Regions from separate parts of the Mus musculus genome. Here regions 1, 2, 4, 5, 6 and 7 are each linked to region 3. Evidence: chromatin contacts called from public promoter capture Hi-C data. All regions are on one chromosome and are shown on one strand. Each heading gives the region's core, a stretch centred on a gene start, on an enhancer-like site or on the middle of the called end of the contact. The rest is flanking DNA. Distances are from core to core; before and after follow the strand shown.

Evidence for each region. Promoter capture Hi-C pulls out the DNA fragments that hold promoters and counts their contacts. Capture Hi-C pulls out chosen DNA fragments and counts their contacts.
Region 1: a promoter capture Hi-C map of pre-B cells shows a contact between it and region 3, with 2.5 times the contacts expected there. The contact joins the promoter of Sufu here to the promoter of Btrc in region 3. A contact is called at or near these places in 2 of 39 promoter capture datasets (liver and pre-B cells), 1 of 484 Hi-C or Micro-C datasets (CD8 T cells) and 1 of 9 other capture datasets (liver).
Region 2: a contact with region 3 is called in a promoter capture Hi-C map of pre-B cells, with 3 times the contacts expected there. The contact joins the promoter of Cnnm2 here to the promoter of Btrc in region 3. A contact is called at or near these places in 1 of 39 promoter capture datasets (pre-B cells) and 1 of 9 other capture datasets (adipose tissue).
Region 4: a contact with region 3 is called in a promoter capture Hi-C map of liver, with 3 times the contacts expected there. The contact joins the promoter of Trim8 here to the promoter of Btrc in region 3. A contact is called at or near these places in 2 of 39 promoter capture datasets (liver and pre-B cells).
Region 5: a contact with region 3 is called in a promoter capture Hi-C map of liver, with 2.9 times the contacts expected there. The contact joins the promoter of Atp5md here to the promoter of Btrc in region 3. A contact is called at or near these places in 1 of 39 promoter capture datasets (pre-B cells) and 1 of 9 other capture datasets (liver).
Region 6: a promoter capture Hi-C map of pre-B cells shows a contact between it and region 3, with 2.8 times the contacts expected there. The contact joins the promoter of Borcs7 here to the promoter of Btrc in region 3.
Region 7: a contact with region 3 is called in a promoter capture Hi-C map of hippocampal neurons, with 3 times the contacts expected there. The contact joins the promoter of BC037704 here to the promoter of Btrc in region 3. A contact is called at or near these places in 2 of 39 promoter capture datasets (hippocampal neurons and pre-B cells).

Annotation. Positions count from the first base shown.
Region 1 is chr19:46,395,519-46,398,218 of GRCm38.p6, reverse strand. Sufu (SUFU negative regulator of hedgehog signaling) reads right to left here and starts at 1,323. Exons shown (of 12, transcript NM_001025391.2): 1 at 935-1,323. The coding sequence starts at 1,116. Actr1a (ARP1 actin-related protein 1A, centractin alpha) reads left to right here and starts at 2,478. Exons shown (of 11, transcript NM_016860.2): 1 at 2,478-2,589. The coding sequence starts at 2,542.
Region 2 is chr19:46,760,281-46,762,980 of GRCm38.p6, reverse strand. It overlaps Cnnm2 (cyclin M2), which reads right to left and starts at 1,372. Exons shown (of 8, transcript NM_033569.3): 1 at 1-1,372. The coding sequence starts at 1,208.
Region 3 is chr19:45,362,405-45,365,104 of GRCm38.p6, reverse strand. It overlaps Btrc (beta-transducin repeat containing protein), which reads right to left and starts at 1,371. Exons shown (of 15, transcript NM_001037758.2): 1 at 1,219-1,371. The coding sequence starts at 1,266.
Region 4 is chr19:46,500,360-46,503,059 of GRCm38.p6, reverse strand. It overlaps Trim8 (tripartite motif-containing 8), which reads right to left and starts at 1,412. Exons shown (of 6, transcript NM_053100.2): 1 at 47-1,412. The coding sequence starts at 616.
Region 5 is chr19:47,089,321-47,092,020 of GRCm38.p6, reverse strand. Atp5md (ATP synthase membrane subunit DAPIT) reads left to right here and starts at 1,374. Exons shown (of 4, transcript NM_023211.5): 1 at 1,374-1,448. Pdcd11 (programmed cell death 11) reads right to left here and starts at 1,255. Exons shown (of 36, transcript NM_011053.2): 1 at 1,154-1,255.
Region 6 is chr19:46,688,636-46,691,335 of GRCm38.p6, reverse strand. Borcs7 (BLOC-1 related complex subunit 7) reads right to left here and starts at 1,430. Exons shown (of 5, transcript NM_025563.3): 1 at 1,251-1,430. The coding sequence starts at 1,388.
Region 7 is chr19:43,673,898-43,676,597 of GRCm38.p6, reverse strand. It overlaps BC037704 (cDNA sequence BC037704), which reads right to left and starts at 1,420. Exons shown (of 1, transcript NR_045645.1): 1 at 1-1,420. Slc25a28 (solute carrier family 25, member 28) reads left to right here and starts at 1,717. Exons shown (of 4, transcript NM_145156.1): 1 at 1,717-2,122. The coding sequence starts at 1,832.

The sequences.
Region 1 (2,700 bases), core at 74-2,573, 1.0 Mb before region 3:
ATGCAAAAAAGAATAGGAGACGAGAAAGTGCCATTTCTACCCCCAAAGACAGCCAGCCCATTTGGAAACTGATCTTTTACAGGGCATCTTTAAACTTCGGCTGAAATCACGAAGACAAGACAGAATGCGCTTCTTCATTCCTCCTGCCCACTCAGGTCTCTGTCACGCACCTGGTGGCGAGCTATGATCCCCTTCAATCCCGAGCTAATGCTTGGCTCTCCCGAAACCTGTTCTTAACTAACGTCCTAAAGCTAAAGCAGCTGCAAAGCCAGAAGCAAGCTCTGCAGAGAGAAAGAGAACTGTGCAGAGTAAGCAAAAAGTTTATCTGGAAGAGCTGCTCTGTCAAACTTCAAGAGCAACAGCTTCGCACTGAATGACAGAAGCTCCTGCGCTCGGGAAGGTCCCGAAAGAAGACTGAAAGAAGGCCTCTCCTCAACTCTTCCCTCATCAAAGGCACAATGCCCTCATCTTGCTCCCTCCTAACCCACAGGGGCGTCCTGGTTCCCGGACCGCCCTAGACTACGCGGTCTTGTGCCCTCCAAAGCCCTCTCAAATGCTCTCCAGGCCCCGCCTCACTCCCCCCCCCATCCCACCCCAGCCGCCCCCTGGCTCCCCCAAGCCCACTAATGACCCACCACAGGCGCCCCCTCCTTTCTCCACGTTTACAGTTCGCTCTTACAGTCCCCCCTCCGCTTCTGTATACACCCCCAGTTCTCGGTTGTCCTAATCCGGGTTAACCCCTCACTACTCAAGGGATCCATTAACCCTTTGTCCCCATTCCCAACTTCTGTCCTAACTCCTTCCACAGCACCAGGAAGCTCCTGGTTCCCCAGTACTTAAACCGTTTTCTTCCTCCCCCTTCTGCAAATTACTTCGTCCCGGGTGTTCGAAGCTTTCCCGGCCGGACCCCGTCCTCCCGAGGCCCAGAGCATACCAGTACTTGACGATAGCGGTAACCTGGAGCGGGTTCGGCTGGTCAGGGTAGAGGCGGCGACACTCTCCGTAGATGGCGTGCAGTCCCGGGGGAAAGAGTGAAGCAAAGGCCGGAGGGGCACTAGGGCCAGAGGCCGGGGGCGCGGCGGGACCGGGGGCGACGCTAGGCCGCAGCTCCGCCATTGGGGCGCGTAGGGCGCGCGGAGAACCCGGGAGGGTAGAGGAGGGAAAGCGCCCCTATGGGCCAGCGGACCCACTGTGGATGAGACTCCCCGAGGCGATGGGGGCTACGGCGAGGTCTAACTCCGCGCCTGCGCACGAGGCTCCGTCCGCCCAAGCCGGAGCCTTCAAGACGTCGGCCAGAGGATGCTGTGGGACCGCGGGGAGCTCCAAGGGGCGGGGCGTCAGCGTGCCCTTTCCTGACACCTATTGGCTAGTGTCTTTGCCAGTCACAAGTGGGGAAGGCGTGACTTGACAATAGACTCCGCCTCCCTGCCCCTGGGTTGGGAGCGTCCCAAGGATCTTGGCCTCCCCCTAGTGTTAGGAGGAACCCAGTTTAGAACAGAGACTTGGTACCTTGAGGCGCCAGGGTCCTATGAAAGCTCTACACAACTACTAAGAAGCGCTTAATATTGTTTTACTAATACACAATTTTAAGATAAGCTTGACAACTAATTCATTAGACAGTATGTCATTATTATTAATGTTACAACTCTAATATTTCTTGGAACTATTGACAAAAAGGGTAACTCGAAATGTGCCTGGGGAAAATGCCTGGCTGTTTTAAAAAAAATTTACCTATTCTTTCTCTTCGCCTGGATGTTGTCATCCATCAAGGTCAAGAAAAATAATAAAACAATTTCTAAACCTTTAGATGATATTTTAGGCCCGTGGTTTTGTGGCATCCAACGTACAGGTATTTTTTTATAACCTCCATTGGCTTTTGCTTCATGGGTTTTGTCTTGTTTTGCTTTTTGTTTCATTTTTTTGTTTTTCGGGACAGGGTTTTTCTCTATAGCCCCTCGCTGTCCTGGAACTCTGTAAACCAGACTAGCCTCGAAAGAGGTGGGATTAAAGGCTTCCAGCACCACTCCCGGTGCTGCTGGGATATGTGTTGGGCAAGCATTCTACCACTGAGCGACAGATGTTTATTAATGGTTTGTATTGCCCAAGTGAAGGAATGGCTGAGAGATAGAACTACTCTGTAAAATTCAACCGCCCCTGAAGTACTGACAAATCCAAACCCAACTACTCACAAGTACTTCAGACTCCAAAATTTAAGAGTGTACTGGAAACCCCTTCGAAGGGATCTCAAATCCAGTCATGCAAGATAATCATCAACACTGTGGCTCTTTAATCTACAAACACTACAGACCCCACCATGTGTAGGAAATACACTGTCCAATCTCCTAAATCCGATCGGGCTGGGACCCGGTTTGGAGCGCAAGCCCTGGGGCAAAGAATGCTGGGGATTGTAGTTCCTCCGAGGCGAGGTCGGGCGGCTCCCTGGATGCCCAGTACCGGCGACTAGACTGCGCATGCGTGTCAGTGGCGTTTGCTGCGGACCGGGCTGGCAGTTCCTTCCTCGGAGGGAAAGATTCCTCTGCCATGGAGTCCTACGATGTGATCGCCAACCAGCCTGTTGTGATCGACAACGTGAGTAGCATCTTTCCTATCTTTAAAGGGACTGTGTTCTCCTCCAGGAAGGATTGTTTCCGCGGTTTCAGCCTAGGCCGCCAGCTCTTTGTCACTGGCTCGGCCTGTCAG
Region 2 (2,700 bases), core at 123-2,622, 1.4 Mb before region 3:
TGGCCCAGGACGCAGTCCAGCAGTTTGCTAACCGGATAAGAAGCGGGGAATGTCATCATCATGAAAAACTTGGTGAGGAAGATGGTGTTGGCCCCTACCGCCAGGCCGTGTCGGGAGCAGATGGCTTGGGGCACGATTTCTCCGAAGATGACGATGCCAATGGTGGAGACCACCACCGCCACAAGGCCTGAGCCCGCAATGTCGTCCAGCAGGATGGTGAGCGTGGTGTTGACCAGTACGTTGCCCAGCAGCAGCGAGCACAGCAGGTAGTTGCCCTGCCTGCGCACCGGCTCGATGCGCTTGGCATAATTCTTCTCTTTCTCCGTGCCGCAGTTTTGCACGATGCGCAGCTCCATCGGGTCCAGAGCCATGAGCCCCAGGTTGAGGCCGCTGAACATGCCCGACAGGCACAGCAGCAGCGAGATGAAGATCACTTGCAGCCAGAAGGGCAGCAAGAACTTCTTCTCCTCGCCCACTATCATCTTGGTGTCCTCACCGTCGTGGTAAATCCAGGTGGTCTCGGCCCACGGAGGAGGCGGGAGTCCGGCCACCCCCGCGCCACCCTTGCCCCCGACGGTGCCACTCGCAGACCCGGAGCCGCCGGCGCCTAGTGCGGGCGTGGAGAGAGACGTGCACAGGTAATAAGACTTGCTCTTCTCCATCTTGCGCAGCGGTTTAATCTCGATCTCGATGATGCCCGATGTGCGGCGATTGAGAATGATGTGGGGCAAGATGATGATGTCTGAGGTGCGGATGCCGCAGCGCTGGGGGCCGCTGTCCGGCTCCGGAGGCGCGGGGCCCCCCAGCCCACGCTCGCTGGGTGTGTGCCGGCGCCGCTCGTGCTCAGTGAAGGCGATGCGGGACCACGTCTCGTTGTTGATGTTCTGCCCGTACACCCGCAGCTTGACCCGGGTCCGCTCGCTCACCCGCAGAGCACCCCCTTCCATGAACGACACGTCGTTCGTATCCTCCAGCCGCAGCCCGATGATCACGGTCTCCTCGTTCTCGCCGGCCGCTGTGCAGCCGCCCGCTCCCCAGCAGCAGCTCAGCAGTAGCAGCGGCAGCAGCCGGCCCGCAGCTGCTTGCAGGACCCCCCGGCCGCGGGCACTGAGGCTGCGGCGCGCCGCCATCTTCCAAGTGGGCAGTGCGGCGGCTGCCTGCCCGCCCGCCATCTTTACTTCGGGTTCACAAGCGCCACAGCCAATCATAGGGTGGCTGCTCCAGCTGAGGCTTCATCCTTCCCACCCGGCGGCGCGAGCGCAGGCACCGGCGCCCGAGCAGGACTGCAACCGCGCGTTCGCGCCCAGCCCTTAGCTGTCCTTCTCTCTGAATGACACTGATTCGGACTGAGCCAGCTGAGGAACCCCCGGGCTCGAGGGAGGAGGGAGCGGAGGGAGGGGCGTGCTAGCCTCTCCCGCGAGAGGCAGGTCTGCCAGCCAATCAAGAGCGGGTGCCCGCCTTCCCAGCCAGGGGGCTGGAATGGGGGCGTGGTCGCAGTCGGCGTGCCGCACCAATGGCACGGGAGGTGGGCGGGGAGATGAGGGCCACTGTCCTCCTCTGCATGCCAAGTTTCCAACTGAAAGGCGCGTGACTCTTGTGTATGCGCGGGGAGGAGGCGTGGCCATCCCGGATGCAAGAGCCAGTCAAAGATGAGCGCTGTAGGGATGGGGGCGTGGTCTTCCTCCAGGCGGCCAATGAAAGGGAGCGGTCCGCGGGTGCGGCGCTCCCTGTGGGGTCTCTGTAGTAGATCCTCGCGCGCGGCTTGGCAGCCCTGCAATACTGCCCTGAGGCGCGAGGCCTCGGGTCCTTGCTGCAGGGACTTGCGGGCTCCACGGGGCTCCGTGTCGCCGCAGAATGGGCTGAGCCCTCCTTCCCTGGGAGCACCAGAGCCGGACTGGAGACAGCTTACGATGCACATAGCCTAAAACCAAATCGGGATACTAGTCAAGCCCCCCAGCCCACTACCCCTGCATGCGGTTCCTCTGGAGATTCGCGGTGACAGGGTGGCCCTAGCAACGCCGAGGACCTGCGGTCTCCGTGACTCTGTGAGCCCTCAGCTGCTCACGATCATGTGGCGCCACCTGCCGGCCCTCACGGACGACCTTTGCTGTTTTCTAGCTCTCAACAAACCTCTCAAAGTGTGGTCAGCTTCCCAAACTTTGTCATCACAGGGATTCTCCTGTAGTCCTGCTATAATCACAGAATGAGATGGACCCTATTTTTGGTTTTGTTTTGTTTTGTTTTGTTTTGTTTTTTAACGTGCACCCAGGCAATTTGGGGAAATAGGAAGGGGAGAGCAACCTGAGAAGGCCCATGAAAGCTTATTATGAAATGCACAGGTCAAACGCTGTTAGCTCCGGAGAAGATTCATTGTGGAGCACAGCTCACCAGGACTCTCAAGTCCATTGCATCAGACTAGATGCGGTAGCACAGTAGCTCCCAAACTGAACTTTCTGCCTCCCAACTGAAGCGCGTTTTAAAATGTTTTTCCTGATCTTACTTTGTATTCCATAAACACAATACTCTTCCTTTTTTGTGAACACCCACAGTGTTTTTTATAATTTCCAGGACGAGTGATTTCTGGGCTCATTTCAGCGGTATCCTCGCAATTCTCTCTTTTTTTTTTTTTTTTTTTTTTGTTGTTTTGTTTTGTTTTGTTGTTGTTTACAGGGTTTCTCTGTATAGCCCTGGCTGTCCTGG
Region 3 (2,700 bases), core at 122-2,621:
TAGAGGCTGGTTTACACCTAGGCTATACAAGAAAGCATCAGATTAAAAGCATCAAATATCAGACTGGTCAAGGTTGCCAAAGACAAGCACAGCAAAGGAGAACCACCATACAAAGTTACAGAAACAGGGCCTAAGGGGTTGACACAGACCCTAAAAATGCAATACTCACTCTGTACTACAACCTAAAACTCACGGGCAACCACCAATCCCGACTTATCTCACTTTCTCTACTCCCTACATCCTTCCTCTGAAATTTCCTCACATCTCATTTCTCCAAGGACTTTCTTCTCACAGAAAGCAATACAGCACCTGGCTTCCCCCACTTTTTACTACCTCACCACTGAAGGCCCAAGTTTTGTTTTGATTTCTCTTATTGGTTATTAACCTTGTCCCCACTCACCTGTAACTACATTTCTTTCATCGCTTTGTCCTTACCACAAATAATTTTGACCCTCTCCTTCAAAACAGAGCACGTATCTCCTTTCTGATATTTGTAATTCTAGCTCACAATCAACACTGTCTTTCTCTCCCAGGAACTGTCACCATAGCCCTAGGTCTGAGTCCTTATCTTCTTAAATGAGGCCTCTTCCAGAGTTTGCCAACATTAGTAGAGCTAACTGGGATTCCACCCTTAGCCCTTAGGCAAAGGCTATCTTCTCAGCCCATCCTACAAAAATACTTGCCTCCCAGCCATGGTTTTCCCACTTTCGCCGTTACAGCCATCAGTTTCCAGCCCTGCCCAGTTTCCCCCTGCCCCCAGTGTCTGTCTTGCCATTATCCTATCTCCACTATTCCCCACTCCTGAGTGCACCTCCTCTCCCAGGCCTTACCCGTAACCCTGACACCGGGAAGGCCCCTGCCAGCGTCCACAGGCGTCTCTCCACCCGGGTTCCTCCGCTCTTCAGTAACTGTCCCCACGCCCCTTTCCCTCTGGGGCCCCGCGCGCCGCCAGGAGCCCCCACCTCGAATGAGCTCCCGCTGTCACTTGGCCTCTCTTCCACAAGATGGCGGAGCTGCTGCCCCCACCCCAGGGTCCCCTCTGTACCCTCCTGCACCCTCCCCCAAGCTCAGGTCCAGTCCCTCCCTCCGCCTCGCCACTGGCCTTGGCCCCCAGTCCCACTGCCCCCTCCTGCGGTGAGCGGGTGACCCTGGCCTAAGCTCAGCGACACGCCAACGCAGCCGCCTCCACTAGTCCCCTGCCCGCACCCATCTCCTCACCATAAACTTAAGCGCTTTCTCCTGCAGCACCGCCTCTGCCGGGTCCATAATCGCCCGGACTACTGGGTCTGCTCTCCGCCGGGGCCGCCCCTTTCGTGCCAGGCCGCAGCCAACGCAGCGTCCGGATCCCGCCTCCTCTTCCTTCCCCCGCCCTCTCTTTTTACCTCCTGGCACTGGCAGGGGGCCCGAGGAGGACCGCGGCTCTGCGCGTGCGCACTCCGCTGCCTCACGGGACTTGTAGTTCTGGAGGCTCCAGCGGCAAAAGGCAAGGCTACGCGGCGAACAGCAACTCCCACGGGTCACTGCGTAGAGTCGCGGCTGTGTGCAAGCCAAATGTAGAGCACTCGAGAGCCCGGAGGGGAAGTCGGCTGATGGGAATTGTAGTTTCCAGTCTCTAAGAAGGCAAAGCCGGAGTGTCACCGTGGTTACCAAACGACGCCAGTGGCTCCTTGCCTGGCATTTGATAGCAAGATGGCGACTAGCGCTTCCTCTGTATTCCAAATACTAGGAAAATAGAGAACTCAGGGTCCTTGGTTCTCCCTAATTGTGATTTTAGAAAACCAGACCCTCCTAAAGTTCATACATCTGGCATCTGCAGAAAGATTGAGACCTAGAGACTTGAGCCAAGTGTGCATGTAACAGCAGCCTCAACATCAATGCAAGATTCCGATAACATCCTAAGCTATTATTGCCTCTTTTTTTTCAGAAGAGCCTTTTCTCTCCCCAAGCAAGCCAGGGACAGATAGAACTCACTCCAGGAAACCTTGAGTTTAGCGCTCAGAAAGTATGAACTACCATTGCTAACCCTGAGATCAAAGTCCTGTGTTACATAAATGAAATTCAATGACTATCAAGCAAGTGAAATCTATAAGTAGTGTCTTTGGCCATAAAAAGCCAGAAATGGGAGCCGGGCATGGTGGCGCACGCCTCTAATCCCAGCACTCGGGAGGCAGAGACAGGAGGATTTCTGAGTTCAAGGCCAGCCTGGTCTACAGAGTAAGTTCCAGGACAGCCAGGGCTATACAGAGAAACCCTGTCTCAAAAAACCAAAAAAAAAAAAAAAAAGCCAGAAATGGGCCAGGTGTGGTGGCACATGCTTTTAGTCCCAACACTTAGGAGGCAAAGGCAGAGGCAGGTTGATGTAGTGAGTTTGAGGCTAGTCTTGTCTACAGAGCAAGTTCCAGGACAGCAAAGTCTACACTGAGAAACCCTGTCTTGAAAAATACAAAAGAAAAGAGAGGGACAAGATGGGGCTGGGGAGATGGCTCAGTAGATAAGAGTGCTTCCCATGAAAGGACAAGGACCTGAGTTCAAGTTTCTAGCACCCACATAAAAAGCTGGGGTATATGGGCTCAGTGGTTAAGAGCAGTTGCTACTCTTGCAATGAACCTGGGTTCAATTTCCAGCACCCACATGATGACCCACAGCCACTACTGTGCCTCACCTGGAGTAGATCTTTAATTAGGAGAACATCATTGGCCA
Region 4 (2,700 bases), core at 163-2,662, 1.1 Mb before region 3:
TGTGTGTGTGCGTGTGCGTGTGTTCGCACGCGTTCAGTGTACTTGCCCGTATCTCATTCCTCCGTATCTCCACGTCACACACCGAGTGTCCCTGATGCGCGCCGCTGTAGTAGCAGCAGTACTGGCACACAGCCACCTGCTCGGCCTCGCAGTGGTACAGGCGGTAGGCGTTGTGCTGCGGGCAGCTCCAGGCCCGCACGTCGTCCGCCTCCACCAGGAGGTGCCCGCGGGCGGTGGAGGGCTGCTGCAGGTGCGTCTGCACGTGAGACTGGCAGCAGGGAGCCTCGCAGCGCAGGCAGACCTTCTGTGCCGGCAGCGGGGGGCCGCGGCGACAGAACACGCAGTGCAGTGCCGTCGGCGGCTTCTCCACGTGCAGGGCGTTGAACTTCTCCACGATGTTGGTGAGCTTCAGGTTCTTCTCCAGGCCCGGCTTCTGATTGTAGGCCTGGTTGCACTCCGGGCAGCGCACAAGGCCACTGTCCTTGGCCCAAGCCTCGCCGATGCAGCCCCGGCAGAAGTTATGTTTGCATGGCAGCTGCACCGGTTCCACGAAAACGTGCAGGCAGATGGGGCAGATGAGCTCCTCCTCAAAGCAGTTCTTCCAATTCTCCGCCATGGCGGCTGCGGGCAGGGGGCCCGGGTAGACCTCTCTAAGTCCCCAACCCTGGGGATCCGTCTGGTACAGCTGGGGACCCACCGAGCCCGGAGCTCCGGTCCCCGCCGGCCGCGCCAGTCGCTCAGTCACCAGCGCCTTCCGCGTGCCCGCCCCCCAGAGGAGGGAGCCTGGGTCCTCGCGCCGCGCGCGCCGCCGGCTGCGTCTCCTCCTCCTGGCGAGTGGCTAGCGGGAGGCGGCGGGCTGCGCCAGGGCCGCGGCCCGGGCACCAGCCCTGGAGGAGAGCGCTGTGGTCCAAATTCCATATAACAGGCCGCCTCCGGGGCAGCGCGGCTAGGGCAGCGGCGGCCCACGGCCTGCGCTCGGCCCCGCGGCTGACATCGGGGCGCGCCCCGCGGCGCACCGAGCGGGGGAGCCGCACTCTTCCTTTGGCGGCGACAGTGGCTACCTTCTGGCTGGTGCGAGCCGCGCCTTCCTCGCCTGGATCCCGGCCGAGGTCCGAGGGGGCACGGGAAGCTAGTTCGGCCGCGCCGAGGCTGGCTAGAGCCGGAGCCGGCGAGCAAGGCGCGCCAGCGGTCCCCGGGCCGTGGCGCAGGCGTCCCCCAGCTGGCCGGCCGGCTGCGGGTGGCAGGGCGCGGGCGGGCCGACTCCGGGGCGCTGCGTGCGCGCTGGGGCAGTCATTCAGATGAAATTCCAGTCCCCGGCCAGAGACACCAGCCCGCCTCTGCCTTCCTCCTCCCTTCACAAATAGAAACGGAAGGGGGAGGGAGAGAAGTGGAAAAAAAAAAAAAAAAAAAAAGGCAACCAGAGAGGGAGGGAGGGAGGGAGGGAGGGAGGGAGGGAGGGAGAAGCCCGGGAGGTGCTCCGGCCTGACCCCCTCGTCGCTACTTCTGCGCTCCCTGGAGGCCCCGCGCAGGGCGCCCCCGCCGCGGAGAGACCCCACTCCCTGTCCCCGCACTGGGCGGGCGCCTCGCCTGCGCTGAGGAAAACAAGGATTGATCAAACTAGAAAGGAATTTTTCTCAACTGCTAATGAACAGGAGGCTCGGCTCCCGGCCCTCCCCTCCCCCCGCCCGGCCCTCCCCCTTCGCCCCCCCACCCCACCCCTCCCCCCCACTTTCTTTTCTTCTCGGCCTCTGCTCCGGCCTGGAAGGCTCCGGGCTGCGGTCGGAGCCAGCCTGCGGCGGCGGCGGCGGGGCCAGGCCGAGCCAGCCGGGCCGGGTGCGTCCTCAGCGCCCAGCCATCTTGAGCTCCCAGCGGCCGCGGTGGGGACTGGGGGTCCGGGCGCGCGCTTGAGGGTCCTGTAGCTCGCTTTTCCACCCTCCCTTTGGTGGGATTTTTTTTTTCCTCCAAGGGGAGGGCTGGTGGTCTCCAACAAATTAGGAGAGAGAGAAGGAGAAAAATGCCAAGTCTTGATTTCTCTCTACCTCTGCTCCACCCATCCCGATCCTTTCCAAAAAAAAAAAAAAAATCTTTTAAAAAGATTAAAATTGGAAGAAGTCGGCAGAACGACGAGCGCCTGCTGCCCCCAGCGCTGCCCGGGAGACGCGTCCGGGGCGGGCCCGCGCCCGTCGCTCTGTCCGTGGGTCCGTTTGTCCTCCCGCAGCTTCTCAAGTGAGGGGAGGGCGGGCACTCCGGGCAGGGTCTCCGCTGCGGCTGTCGCTTCAGAGCTTTATCCTTAGATCAAAAAAAAAAAAAAAAAAAAAGAAAAAAAAAAGAAAGAAAAAAGAAAAAAAAAGGGGGGAGAGGAAGAAACCACCCCCCAGCCCGAACACTCATCACAGCCACCTTCAGCCATCTTGCGTGTATTATTTCAAGAATAATCTGTTTAATAGAAATAGCTGCGTCTCTGGCCCCCTTCTCCGCATCCTGGGGTCCCGCCCCCTTTTAATAATAATCTCGATAATAAAAATGATCAGCGGGCCGGGCAGTTAGAAGCTGCTTTTTTTCTGTCTCAGGTCTCTCCGCTTTCTTCCCTCTAAGAAGGGACACTAGGGGCTCACGCTGGGGTTGGGGGTGCGGCCCGCCGGTCCCCGCCACCAGCGCAGCGAGGAAGGGCCTCTCTCGCCTCTGCCTGGAGCAGCACGG
Region 5 (2,700 bases), core at 125-2,624, 1.7 Mb before region 3:
TAAATAAAGAACCGGGTCTGGTGGTCCATGCCTTTAACTCCAGCACTTGGGAGGCAGAGGAAGGCCTATCTCTGTGAGTTTCAGACAAGACAGGACTCCATAATGAGACCCTGTCTCAAAAATAACTATAATAATAGTAAATAGAAATATGATGGTAGACAATGCTAAAAACAACAACAACAACAACAACAACAGAGAAACAAGAAAAAGTTTGCCAGGCGTGATGACACATGCCTTTAATCCCAGCACTTTGGGAGGCAGAGGCAGGCGGATTTCTGAGTTCGAGGCCAGCCTGGTCTACAAAGTGAGTTCCAGGACAGCCAGAGCTATACAGAGAAACTATGTCTCAAAAAAAAAAAAAAAAAAAGAAAGAAAGAAAGAAAGAAAAAGTTTATTTCTCAAAATACACCAACCAGTTGCCTGTCAAACAACTCTTCAAAGGCTTTCTAAAAAGCTGAATTATTCAATTAAGCTACAGGGAAAATAAAGCATGGTAACAACTTATATTTTAGAAAATAATTTGGCTCTTTGGTGAAAGATACTTAAAAAATTAATAGTTTGCGTTTACTTGGTACTTCAGAGCCATGGGGAACGTGACAAAATAATGGAGAATATTCCTCAGTCTACAGATTGGACAGAAGTGAAAGCCAGTGTAAGGATTTAAACGATGCACATCAGGGAAACCATGAGAACCAAGACGAGGTATAAATGAAGACGCAGGGCAGCCTGGTTGGTTCTGGGATACCTAGGAAGAAAACTTTAGTAGCCGAGTGAGACTGTGAAAGGGACGACGAACGAAAAATGTAAGGTTTGTTCTGTTATGGGTGCATGCTTCGTAGAAACAGTATAGCTCACAAGGTCTACTTCGCTGGGACTCTATAGTTCCCATTATAGACCCGATGAGACCGAGGCACCAAACAGTCTGGCGATCACGTAGAGAAGGCACTTAAGGTACCTGCAGAGGACAGCATGGCTTGCATGAACTGCTAGCTCCGAGGGGATTGAGGGAATAAGACCTCCCATCCCAAGCCAACTGTGCTTAGCACGAAACCCGGAGACCCAGGCCAGGAAGCCGAGGTGACAGGCATGAAGTCTCCTCCCTCCACGCCGAAGCTCCCGTGTCATCAGCCCCAAGGCTCCCACCGCCGCATACCTCACGGAGCGTCTCAACGCAATCGCACGCGCAGAACAGGGAGCCGACAGCTCCACGCGACTCGTCCACGAGCGTAGGTAAGACCAGGGCTACTTCCGTTCTGACGTCGGGTCTGACGCCGGCTGAAACGGGAAGTAGAAGGGCGGGACTTGGCGTTTATAGCCAATCCACGCCGAGGGCCGAGTCGTCGCGGCCTGTCGGTCGCGTGCGGGGAGGGGGCGTCTTCCGGTCGGGCCGAGCTCGTCGCTAGGTTTGTTGAAGGACATCGGCCGCCGAGTTTGGGGTTCGGACGAAGGTGGGTGAGAAAGCGCTCTTGGCTGCTCGGTCCGGTGATTGAGCTTTGTAGGGCCGACTAGAGTCTGGCCGTTTTTCCAGCCCCGGAACAGCGCGAGGTTTTCTTTTTGCGGGGAGACGCTGGGGAATGGGAAAGGCGCTGGAGAAAATGAGGGTCAGGGCCCCATGGCGGATCTAGGAAGCCTCAGCACCGCGAGTGACGAGCGCCCCAGGGCTCGCACGGTTAGCGGAGAGCCTTATGCCCCACTTCCCAGTGTGGATTGGGAGTGAGGCCGGTCGAGAGGGGAGCTCCCCAAGGTCATCCATCCAGTGGATGTTGAGAGAGGACTCTGGATTTTGACCCCATCTCTGGCAGAGTTCGTGTGTCTTGGCCTCTATGGCCATAGCGATTTGTTTCCTCCGAGCTGCGATCGGGAAACCAGGTCTCCTTTACCTGCGCCGTGGCCTTTGTCAAAACCAGAGTAAACGTGGAATGGCCCTGCGGTTCTCCAGGCCTGGGCTCTAAAAACGGATTAGATTTTGTATCCCAGCGGTTCTGAACCTGTGGATCATGATCGCTTTGACAAGCCTCTATCTCCAAAAATATTTATTTACATTACGAGACTCCTAGCCGTAGCAAAATTACAGCTGTGAAGGAGCAACGGAATAATTTTATTGGGGGAGGGGGAAGAGAGGTTTCACCACAACAGAAGGAAGGTCGCAGCATTAGGAAGGTTGAGAGTCACTGCCGTGTTTGATCAGTGCAAGGGTTTCCACAGAGGCTGTTTGCTGCTTGTGGTCCTTTGACTTTCATCTTCCTTATACCTGGTGATGGCACTACTCCAGATAGGTGCCCATAAGACGGGAATAGCTGTATCCAGGAGCCTGTTACAAAGCAAGGGCAGCTGCTCACCCCAAGACTTTAATGAAATGCCCATTTCACATGGAAAGGCTGGTGGTATTTAATAGTAGTTATTGGATTATTTAGAAACAGAAGCAAAACCTGTCAGCTTAGACTTTGTAGCAGGCTGCTGTTCAACAGTAGTACATTTTTTTAAAAAATACTAACTCACAGGCTCACAATTATTAGTCTTTGGTGATTTTTTTCCACTACCAAATGGCTCTAAGCTTGCACATGACTGCAAGGACAGGACATTTTAGTTTTATTTGTTCCTATTGCCAGGTGTGAATGGCTTGTCCCTCTAGTCCCAACACTGTTGGGCAGATCTCTGTAATTTCAAGGCCAGCCTAATCTATGTAGTGAGTACAGGCAT
Region 6 (2,700 bases), core at 181-2,680, 1.3 Mb before region 3:
AAAAAAAAAAAAAAAAGAAAGGAAAGTCAACTTGACTGCCAACAAAAAACGACCCAGGAACTCTGTGCAACCATGATAAAGTGTCAAATGGTGAAACCATGATTTGCATAATTTATATCTGCAAAAAAAAAAGCAATATAACAATTCTTTAATTTCTTCAAACTTTCCCCTGACACAGATTCCTAAAAGCAACGTGTCAGATGGGACCACATGCAAAACATGTCACCAGAGATCATCAGGTCAGCAATGTCAACAGCTGTTATACAGTAAGGGCGAGCACTTCTTGTAATGGGATTTTTATTTTGTTTTGCAGCCACTGTCAGTGAAAGCCAGCTCTTGCTACACTGCAGGTTTAAAGTAATATAAGTCAGATGTTGTGAACATCCATGCACAGATCCAAAGGCCTGAGAACATAGTGTGTCATTATTGCAACTACATAGGAAAGCAGGTGCCGTTCCTATGAAAACTAAGTTGGAAACGGTAACCACTTGCCGAAGGGTTACTAAGGTAGGGGTTACTAAGGAAGGTGAAATTGGAAGTTTTCTAAGCAGTCCCTTCTGTATCCCAGGTCTCTTGAGAGCTCAGACTAAGGTGTGCCCATTAGGCACCGCCATACGTTTAATTTTCCATTAGTAAATACATACCAAAGACGAGGTCATTGCATCTCATATGCCCGTTTACCTGTCCATGAGCGTGTGAGTTGTCTCATGAGGAAAAGTGTATGAACATGTACGTGTCTTTGTGTGGGCACACGGTTTCTCTAGGGCAGATAACGACCTCAACAAGCAGCGTGTACGTGTCATCAAATCATTCCATTCATAGAATCGGATGGAGGATGGAGAAAGGGGGAGGAGATGGTAGGGCAAAAGAAAAAGCTTGTCTAGGAAACAGTGAAGAGCTTGGCCAGAAATATAAAGAATAAACCCACAAAGAGAGAGGTGTAAGAAATCTTGGAAGTTGAGGCCATCGCCAAGCCGAGATTCGAAAAGCGACTGATGTTCACTACAGACGCCCATGAACACAAACAGGCACTGTGTAGGAGCCGCAGCTCATCTGCCCGCCTGTGCTTCTCCCCTTCCCACCCATCATCTCTTCCAACTACAAGCATTCAACCTAAACTGAAGAAACTCACCCAGAATGCAACACGCGCCTGGGCCAAAAGCCTACACTCCCCAGGATGCAATGCGCCGCCTCTCCCGGAGCCAGCGCTGGGAGGAGGACTGGGCCCGGGGAGCCCACGCCCCGCTCACCTCGGAGCTCCGCGAGCCTTTCAGCACCTGCTTGGTGAGCGCGATTACATCGGTGCCACAGGTGTTCACCTTCTCCGTGAGAAGCCCCTTCACGGACTGACCAAATCGGGCTTGCGAATCCGGCGTCCCAGTCGCCATCACCTCAACTAGCGATCACCCGCAGCCGGACGACGGCGAGTCCCTGGGGCCAAAAGAGACGCAACCGTCCAATCGTGCGAAGAGGAAGGACCGCATGCGCTTAGCTCAAACTGCTTACTAAAATTACTTAAAATGTTCAGTTGATGGACATGGAAGGAGGATACCGTTTAGGCAGGCTACCCTGGAGGGGATAGAATATAATTTAGGTGAATCTCTAGTTTAGAGTCAGAAGATCTGGATAGCATCCCAAGGAGTGATGTGGCTACAAATTACTCAACCCCTGTGTCTTCTGTTATCTGTTTTAGGGCCAGCACTGCGTTACCTAGGCACATTAATACAACTCTGTCAGAAGTTCAGGGTCTTTCTTGGCTGTATAGCAAGTGGAGGCCGACCTGTGATACATGAGACCACATCTATAAAATAAAATATCTATAAAATAAAATAGAGACCCTGTTCAATTCTAACATATTTTATTGAAATTAGCAAAGGGCACAGGCCAAAGAAAATGAAATTCAAATGACTAAGGTAAAGAAATGTCAACATCATTAAATTCTGTGTGTGTGTGCGTATGTGTTTTCAAGACAGGGTTTCTCTGTGTAGTCCTGACTGTAGACTAGGCTGGCCTCAAACTCACGGAGATCCATCTATGTGTGCCACCACCACCTGGCTTTTTTTTTTTTTTTTAATCATTAGTAGTTTGTATTTATGAATAGCCTTTTAATTAAAACTCTGCTTATAATTACTTTGGAAGCAAGTCCTACTATGATGTTAGGTCCCTGGAGTATACCCTTTGAAGGGATATTGTGATCCTGGTCCCTTTTTGTCTCTCTTTCCATCCCGACCTTGGAGTGAACAACCCTCCACCACATGGTGCACTGTGGTGCCATAATCCCAAAGCAATGGAGTCAAATGATGTACACTGGGACCTCTGAAAGAAGTGGATAGCAATAGGAACTTGAAAATCCTAAATTGAGAGTCTGTAGAGGTTGGTTAAAAAAAAAAAGTTCATCCAAGAAAATTCTTGGGCTGGAGGATGGCTCACTGACTGCACTTCCAGAGGTCCTGAGTTCAATTCCCAGCAACCACATGGTGGCTCACAACCATCTGTAATGGGATCTGATGTCCTCTTCTGGTGCATCTGAAGGCAGCTACCGTGTACTCACCTAAATAAAATAAATAAATCTTTAAAAAAGAGGAAAAAGAAAAAAAATTCAAACAAAATTTTACTGTAGGTCAGCTCTGCTTTCTGTACATTTGTTTACTTATAGTTTATTTCTTATTTTTATTTTATTTATAAGTATGTGCCTGCCTA
Region 7 (2,700 bases), core at 171-2,670, 1.7 Mb after region 3:
GGGGGAGAAAGTTCTAAGGTGTGGGTCACTGTAGGACAATGTAGAGTATTATTTCTCACCATGAGAAGTCATTGAACTGAGATGATCATTTTAGGACCATAAAAAAGTAAATATGATAAGAAGAGACGGGATATAGCAGGCATTGTCATTAATTTGTCAGGGAAGAAAATTGATATTTTAACAGGACTGGGGGGTGGAGGCTTTTTTGAGATCTATTCATCTCTCAGAGAAAAGTGCAGGGTAGCAAGAAGTCTGTATATGATGTGGGGAAGAATTCTTAACCCGAGGTTAACGGAATCTCCTTCACGCTGAAACCCGAAATAAAAAGCAGTTTTGTGTGTGACTGGGGATGGGGTTGGGAACTTAAGAGCTTTATTTTCCAAGAGATCACGACACAAACGTTAGTAACTACTGCCAAAGATTAGTTGAAAGACCCGTCCGCCGAAGGGCTAAGCTTTAGAGAGGAAATGGAAAAGCCTCCAACCGTTCTAAGGAAGCGCTACGAAAAGATGGAAAAGTTTGCAATTGCGTCATCATCTCATTAAAATAGGTTGTAAAGGCAGAGCTAGAAACTGGGGAAGCGTGTGCAAACACGCTGCTGAGAAGGGAGCCTGAGGTAGCCTGCAGAACCAGCGAGCGGAAAGGGGCCCTCGCTCCTCAGTAGAGGCTGAGGCTCGAGAGTCGCTTCAGTGCCCGCTTCTGCTCAAGGTAGTGGCCCTGAGGACCAGACGTCCCTAGCATCGTTTTACAACCGGGGAGCGGTTCTCAAGAAGCAGCAGCTCAGCGGTCCCGGAGAGAGAGAGCGGACAGCCATCAGACCCGGTGGAGTTTATCAGCAAGCGAGCTCGGGATACGAAGTTCAAGTGTATGTCTCGGAACAAGCTCCACTCCCAGGCATCAGCAGTTGCTCTGCCGCGATTGGGATGGTGCTCCAAGACCCTGACACCTGTCGTCGCCTCCGAACCATCCCATTTCGCCTTCTCCTTTCCCAACGCAGAGTCCACCCAATGAGAGCTCATCGGTCCACCCACTGGAGGGTTCACTAGGCGGCTTTGGGTGGGAGGCCCAAGGCGAGCGGATCTGCGCTGATGGCACACCACTCCAGAGCCACCCGAGGCTCACAGCCGATCTCCCCTAGCGGCGGGTTGGGCCGTGCCAGGGGACGCAGGGTCCGGGCTGACTCCGCCCCCGCCTGAGATCCCGCGGGAACAGTCGCACCGTGCTACTCGACACCCGGTGCACGCCAGAGCACGCGTCCTAACGGCAACCGACAGCGGTTTGACCTTGAAGGTCTGGCTGGCACCGCCCCCTCTCCCCGGCAGTCCCGACCGCCACGCACGCCGCGCCGGGGTACAGCCGGGAGCCGGTCCCTGTCCTCCAGGCGCTTCTCTCCACATCCAATGGAAGAACGAAGTGGTTCGGGCCAATGGCCACCGCCAAAGTAGCTAGAGCGGTTGAGCCTATCAAAGTTCAGCTTTACGTTTCTCCCGCCTCCGAAACGCTAGGGGCGGGTCGATCGGGCAAGTCCGCCAATCAAGAGCCAATAAACAAGACGCTTCCAAGATCAAAGGGGAAGGGGTGGGACCTACGGGACTAATGACAAGCTATCTGACGAATAACACAGATACATTTTGGCTCCGTAAAAAGGGGGCGGAGACACGTTAGGGCCTACACCAATGGCTGTCTGGGGGGCGTGTCCTCGGGGCCAAGCGGGAGCCGGAGGCCCCGGGCTCTCTGGGCCGCGCCTGAGGCGGACGCAACGGGGCCGGGGGGCGGCGGCAGTGGTGGCGGCAGCGGCGGCGCGTGTGGGCGCCGCGGCTGGCCGAAGTGGATGGAGTTGGAGGGGCGGAGTGCAGGCGGCGTGGCGGGAGGACCAGCTGCTGGGCCCGGGCGGAGCCCCGGGGAGTCGGCGCTGCTGGACGGGTGGCTGCAGCGGGGCGTGGGCCGGGGGGCCGGCGGCGGGGAGGCGGGGGCCTATCAGCCCCCTGTACGGCTGGATCCGGAGTCCGGCCCGGAATACGAAGCGCTGCCGGCTGGAGCCACTGTCACCACGCACATGGTGGCGGGCGCCGTGGCAGGGATCCTGGAGCATTGCGTGATGTACCCGATCGACTGCGTCAAGGTGAGACCTGGACCAGGCTGCGAACCGGACCTGGGGCTGACCCGACCCTGAACCTTGTTTAGAGCCAGAATCCCAACTGAGACCCAGAGCTGATAGGTTTCTTCCTGGCTCCTACCTCTACACACGGTTTGAGCCAATACTCCGTGCAAGCAAAGTCCTGGCTGGTAGATGAGCTCAGTCAGGAACCAGGACTTACTTCTAACGGTCAGTGAGGCGAAGCAAAAATCTTGTCAGCCAAAGACTTGATCCCGATTGGGACTAAGCAGGGATGGGATGGGATTGGGGGGGGGGGATCCCGAAGCACAGGTAAGTCTATAACAAACCAGCTGGCATGAAATCAGACGGTGAACTCTATCCGATAGCTTGGGTTGAGATGTGCTTCGGGTCGGCGCTTTCACAAGCTCCTTGCTGCGTCTTTCCTTTAAAGTGACGGGGCAGGAACCGGAATCTGGGATCTCTCAGCTAGATAAAAGTACGTATTAAATCTTAACCTGGGAGTGGTTGAAAAAAAAATCATTGTGCAGTCAAAAGTGAGAGTTCCAGACTGGAATGGATGTGGGAATAAGGCATGTTAAGAA